2 separate regions of the Gadus morhua genome follow, and region 2 is linked to region 1. A link is a contact called in public Hi-C data. All regions are on one chromosome and are shown on one strand. The core of a region is the stretch at or near the end of the contact, and the rest is flanking DNA. Distances in the headings are between cores, read along the strand shown. Region 1 holds the start of tex2 (testis expressed 2). Region 2 holds the start of cep112 (centrosomal protein 112).

Region 1 (3,374 bases), core at 857-3,356:
AACAATTCAACACAAATAACTCCCATCGTGGTATGCAGCATGCTGCGATAAACACACAACTGCACAAGCATCATTGATCCCATACTGCCCCACTAGCATACAGCCGTGCGCTAAAGGAGACGTATACACATGCATTAGGCCAATGCCTTTCTAAGGTTGTCAGTATTAATCACCTTACATATTATGTAAGGGTCTTGAGTACATCTTCAGATCGGGACTCGGCTACAAAATATACAGACTGAAATATAAGGCAAAGATGACCTAATGTCCCCTTATGCTGGCTTCTGCTACTCTACTGCAACTAATAGAATCAGTGGAATCACATGTTTTATTGTAAGGTGAAACAAACAAAACCAGATGTGTGTATATATGGTGGGACATATGGTGTGTGTGTGTGTGTGTGTGTGTGTGTGTGTGTGTGTGTGTGTGTGTGTGTGTGTGTGTGTGTGTGTGTGTGTGTGTGTGTGTGTGTGTGTGTGTGTGTGTGTGTGTGTGTGTGTGTGTGTGTGTGTGGGGGGGAGTGGCTGTTCAAGGCCACAAGTTGGATCAATGGCCGTCACACACACGCGGTTAAGGTTAAGGTCAATCGAGAAGGGGCAGTGCGAGATGAGGGGGAGGAGACAAGAGGAATGGAGAAGAGTGGAGTTGAGAGGAGAGGTAAACTGAGAGTAGGAGGAGAGCCGAGAACTTGATTTACCTACCTTTTGATTTTAGTAGCATTCAATCTTCGTCGGCAACGCAGGCTGGATTAAACCAGACACACACCACACACTCATGGACCATGACGCTACCAGGCCTAGCAGAAACAGGCAAGGTGTATTTAAATGGTAGAGGCCATTGACAACGCTCAGACTCATATCATCAATGCTTGACACAACAAGCGCCAAATATGTAGTTTCTATTTTCATCTAGGCACCTTTATAAATCACTTGCATAATCATTAAAACGTTAATTGAACAGCACTGTGCAACAGCGTCAGGGATGGGCTGTTTTTTTTTCAGTCAAGAGATGAAAAGTAATTCAAAATGAAATAGTTGGAATAGCTGAGTAAAGGACAGCCCGTTTAAAGACTCCTCCAAGTCACCCAACCAGCCCCATGAACTGATAATAAGCAACAGTAGGCTTTATACCACCATAGCTTTTTTGCTTATAGAGGCTGATAACCTGAGCTGGCTTTCAGAAAAGTCTTGTTATGGGATATAATAAATCACTTCACCGCCAGACATCCATGGCCTACGTAGTCTAGGCTGGGGCTAACGCCATCACGGGTTTTCTAGCTGAATGTCATGGTCATGGACGTTAGAAATGTTCAGTAAAACGTGTGATTTTCTTAAAGACAATAATGGAGCAGCCGACATTTAAGCTAGTACAGTCTGAAAACCCCAACTGTTGTATCGATGGGATGATTTTTCCCACCCTTTATGTGTTTTCAATATCTCACTTATATTGATAACATAATGTATTCACGGTTTGTAAGATCGTAACAAAATGTATATTTTGTCCCCTATTCTTGTTGTATTCTGCTCTATGATAGTCTGAGTCTGAATAAAGTGGGCAACCGTTGACCAAAAACAGCTGATAAATAATGAAAGTGTACGACGGAAACAACCAAAAAAACGGATTTGACTCTTCTTCCTACCTTGTCGTCTCTTTCAGTCGGAATGATGATACCCTCTTCGGTGTGTTGGGTTAGCTGATAATCACCGTATCGATAGAGGCTTCCCAATCTTTCACCCCCTGCGCACAGTGTTGTTATGTCGGCGAATCACTCCTGCAGCCCTCAATGACAGCAGAGTTGATGCTCGGCGGGCGTTTCTGCACTACAGACTAGAGAGCTGCACATTGTAACTAGGCGAGAGAGGAGACTGAATTGTATCGTTATCCCGGTCTACCACATCGCAATTTCCAGTCTCTTACCTCCTTTTAGATGTGTACACCAGTTAACAGTCCCCAAGGCAGAAAGACTAACAACATGAAAAAAATAACAACAACGACAAGAAGACTAAATATGGAGTTTTGAAGAATAATTAGACAAAGCAACAACCAAATATATAACGGAAACGTTTACAACTCTATCAGAAGTCCCTCCCTCTATCTCGCTGCTAAACCGATGTAAGTGAAAGTCCCTCCCTCTCTCGCCGCTAAACCCATATGTGACTCCCGCCCTCGCTTTCGCCAATAACGCTGATTTGGAGCATCCCTTTCCAAGCATTCCGGCTTGAGATAAAGACGCCTGGGAACGAGGTTGCTATAGAATGAAGAGCTGCTCATTTTAACCAACTCCGTCGAAGGAAAGAATAATCAAATTTGATCCGACTATCAAACAACCGTGGTAGCAGATGCTCAGTTGTCAAGACGCTCACATGGGTGTGGATAATGGTGACAGATAAAGGAAACTGGGCTTGTGCGTGGTTTGGGTGAATGGGATCATCATCGCCAAACACACACATCACAATCGCTAATCAATAAGAATAACTCGAACACATAATGCTCTGATCTACGTTTTACCTTCTTTGGCTGATGGCGAGAGCATTTAAGTGTTTTGATGCGGGTAACACACATAGCGAAAAAGCCTATATAGTCTTAATTAATTTGCTCTAGACGTGCCTGAAATGTTATGCACAGAGTTATGCACCCGAAACACGTACGATGTTATATCATGCAATTACTTTAAATATACGCTTAAAATAGATACAGCATGAGTCAACTATATAGAGGTCAGGTAACTATAGCCAATAGTGATCGGTCGGTCGCAAACGAGCCAGTTCAAAGAGCCGGCTATTTTAGGTCAACGATGGGAGTCGGCTCCCGACCGCGGGCCGTTTCTTTTTTCATATTTTTTTTAATATAGGCCTACATATAGTTTGCCTAGGTAGAATGATATGAAGATCTCCGCGCTACGGGGCTCCGTGCATTCTATGCGTGTGTGCAGCCAGTGACTGTCACTTGCATGCAGGGTTCGAGTTATGATTCCATTTCTGTGGGGGTCTCTTAAAGTTGTTTTACGGGGGATAGAAGACCGTATTGGCCTTGCGCTGAATTGTTGAAAATAAGTCGTAAATAAGCCCCTTCAGGTCGAAGCAAGACACCTCCGTTTCGCGTCGGTGTCCGGTTCGCCCTGTCTGGGGCTTATTTTCCCGATAATGACCGGCGTTCTATTATCCCTTACCTCAACGTCATTCTTACTCTGTATGTGGACGGGAAAATTGCTTTATTTGTAATTACATAATTATGCTGCTGTATTTTCAGAGACCCCCACAGATATTTGAGGTTGCTGCTTTCATGGGAGCCAGACCTCTCTCTATGGGAGCTCAGCTCCCACTGGCTCCCACCTAACTCGAACCCAGCTGCGTGCATGCATGCAACCAATAAAG
Region 2 (3,218 bases), core at 335-2,834, 160 kb after region 1:
TATAAGTCATATAGAATCAATAACAATATAACTTGGTTGGCGAGCGTTACCATGTAAGTTGGTAGAGTCTTCAGGCAGCCCTGATCCGGCTTGACAGTGAAAGGGGCATCCAGGACTCCTCTTCTGAGCATGTGCAGAAGCAGGCGAGCGTACATGTTGCGATTCTTCAGCCCAACTGGTCCTGAGCCACACATGGTCGGGTCACAAAGCTTCCTGATCCACATGGCGCACCGTTGGCGCTCTGGGTCAGAGGGGCAAGGAGACGCTTTGTTGAAGTTAGGAGGGGAACAATGTCACACTTTTACACTGTTCATGTTTCTAAGTAGGGCTGTCACTGCTGATACTGGAGTAGAAGTTAGAGTCAATAAATTATGTGGAAAGTAGGATCCATTCTCTTAGGACTGCAACTCTGTATGGCCAATCAATCTGACTAATAAATTGATTAATACATTTAAAGCGTTTATATATTCATTAAAAATTGGGCATAAACTAATCATCCATCAGAAAAAAGCAATTAACATTCTGTTTTTTACATATAAAACAGCTCTCATCGACAGGTGATGAGTGGACAAAATAACATACAAAAGGGGAAATGAAATACAGAAATAACTCAATAACAAATTGGCACATACAAACCACCATAGCAAGATTGGATAAAAAATGTAAATAATAGAACTGATGGTTACCATGAGTAATGAAATGCATTTTTAAAGCTTATTGACACCGGAGGTGGATAATGGATATTAACATACACAAATAAAAATTAGTACATGAAGTCATCGACCAGCTGGGTCATTTTACCTGTTCTGTTGGGGTGCTTCAGGACATATGGCTTCATGTCTGACAGGTAACGGTCGAAGTCTGCGTCCAGTCGCTCTGGAGTGTCATCGTGCAGACTCATGGTGCCTTCTGCACTAATGGACTTTAGGAATATGGTAAATATGTTTCAATGACAAATTATAAATGTCCATACTGTGCCATTTAGTTTCACATAAGTATCTGGTCCCATTTTTTAAATTCTGAAAGTTTCAAGTGTGCAAACTGCATTCAATTTCTTCCGCAAGAAAATCATCTATATTAATATTGAAGTTTTGTTTTAGGAAGGTAACTGTTAACTGGGTTGGTATTGCATATTCTGTTTCTGCTGTGAGTTAGTTACAGCAGCCTTATAAGCATTAATATTTTCCATAACTGTAGTTTTACGAAGATGGATATCGTACATTCGGGTCACTCGGGTGATACAGCCATAGTTTATTTAAGCAAAATATAGAACGGTGAAATTATTAACTTATGCCATAGAAATGTCTAAGCAACAAAAACACTGCAACAACAAACCCCCACTAGCTATCATGATGTTGACTACCTGAATAACGCCAAACACGCTAGTCTAAGGTTCTGTTCTAAGCTAACCGATATGCGAAAAGTATCACTATTGCTTCCTGTTTGCTACATAAAAATGGTGTGGCCGAAAACTGTAAAGATAGAACATTTGGTTTGTTTTTACCTTAAAATAGGCACTGATTTGGCCGCTCAAAGTGATTCAAACTCCACAACAACTTCCTACCCTGAGCCACATCCGGTTTCCGTGAAGGAAGGGAAACAGAAGCAGCGTCCCTCCGTTGCTAAAGCAACCGTGCAGCACGTGTCCATGAATGCAACAGCAGATGAGATGAGTAGCCTATTCTCTAAGCTGTCTGAAATGTATGGACGATTTGTCACCACCCCACACATTCAACATTTCAAATGGATCTGAGGGTTGAAGGTTACTGATGCATCTTCTGAAGTAGTAGTAAAAAACAACGATATTGTAATTAAATTCCCATCGATTTTCCATGTGGATCTTTCATTATGCTCTCGTCGGGCTTGGTCTCTCTTCCTCGCTATGAGTTTCTGACTCGGCCTCAGTGGCCGATGGATCCAGAGAGCGGTATTCTCTGAAAAGACTGCTAAGAACTACTTGCAACATTCTACCATAACAGCGATTGACGATTGATTGATGTGTTATAAAGTGTGTGTTATTTAAGTGTTTATTTGACACCTTTGTCTCATAATTGGTATCAAGTTAATTGTTTAGTCGTAAAAACAACTGTGTCCATTAGTGAAGTTATTACAATGATAACAGATTTCTTACTGGCATGTTAGCTAACTCAATAGCTAATTAAACGGGCCTTAAATGTACTAATCTTACCAGTATTGTTGGTATATATTTAGGATGTGTGTATTTCTGCCGATTGATACATTCTGATACAATCTGTTCTCCAGCTCCATTCAGTTTGCATATCATTGTGGTCCAATAGTAGGCTTATTGGTCAGTTATTTGTTATCTGCTGTTTTGCTTTATTAGCTGCTACCAGACCAGCTATCCTTCATCACATGCATTATTTACGCAAATATTGTGTAGGTGTAAGTTTCCAGGCAGGTAGGAAGTAATTTACAGGCTTCGTTTTAAAGTAAAATAAACTACTATATTGTTCTATACTTTACGGCCCCATATTAAGGCCCCATATTAACTTATTGTCATTCAATTCCTCTACTGTTGTTGGCTCAGCCGCAATCGGGCTGCCTGGCATCCTCGTTTTGATGCATAAGTTCAGAATGTTAAGTGGAATGATAAACCTCGGGAGGTATTCTACTTTCGCATTTAGCTGTAATCTAAGTAATGTCCACGTGGGGGCGCCAACGCACAGGCCGTGTTGGCTGGCTGGAGTGATCCAGGAGGGTTCCAGGTTGACGTCACACACAGTCACACACGCGTGAAAAAAGAGGCGCTCAGCTGTAGCCCTGGCAAAGAGCGAAGCGTGCGGTCCGGAGAGAGACGCTCCTCCAACAGTTGACAGCGGTGCGGACAGAGGGAGTACCCTGTGTTAGAGTAGTGGGGACAAGACACTTTGGGGCGGACGGTGTACTTTTTGTTCATAATGATGGCTGACCACCATTTGCACTATAGCGACTCAGCGGCGATCGGAAATCGATTTGCACGCAAAGGTGCTCTGCGCCAGAAAAACGTCCACGAAGTGAAAAACCACAAATTTACTGCGAGGTTTTTCAAGCAGCCGACCTTCTGCAGCCACTGCACGGACTTCATTTGGTAAGCGTTGCTTATGTGCACACACCCGTTCATTATGGATGTGAAAAGTGATGAGCAGCACAGCTCTTGGCAGCTCTGTTTGACCTGCTCCATATCAGCTCTCACCTTAAATTACTTTCACACCTGCTGT

The links. Hi-C and Micro-C count contacts between places; a contact is called where the count stands out from the background.
Region 2: a Hi-C map of heart shows a contact between it and region 1, with 5 times the contacts expected there. The contact joins the promoter of cep112 here to the promoter of tex2 in region 1. A contact is called at or near these places in 2 of 6 Hi-C or Micro-C datasets (gill and heart).

What each region holds. Positions count from the first base shown.
Region 1 is chr2:15,877,279-15,880,652 of gadMor3.0, forward strand. It overlaps tex2 (testis expressed 2), which reads right to left and starts at 2,107. Exons shown (of 13, transcript XM_030346915.1): 1 at 1,640-2,107; 2 at 702-796.
Region 2 is chr2:16,040,349-16,043,566 of gadMor3.0, forward strand. cep112 (centrosomal protein 112) reads right to left here and starts at 1,585. Exons shown (of 27, transcript XR_003979741.1): 1 at 1,505-1,585; 2 at 802-922; 3 at 51-241. It overlaps prkcab (protein kinase C, alpha, b), which reads left to right and starts at 2,764. Exons shown (of 17, transcript XM_030339389.1): 1 at 2,764-3,088. The coding sequence starts at 2,919.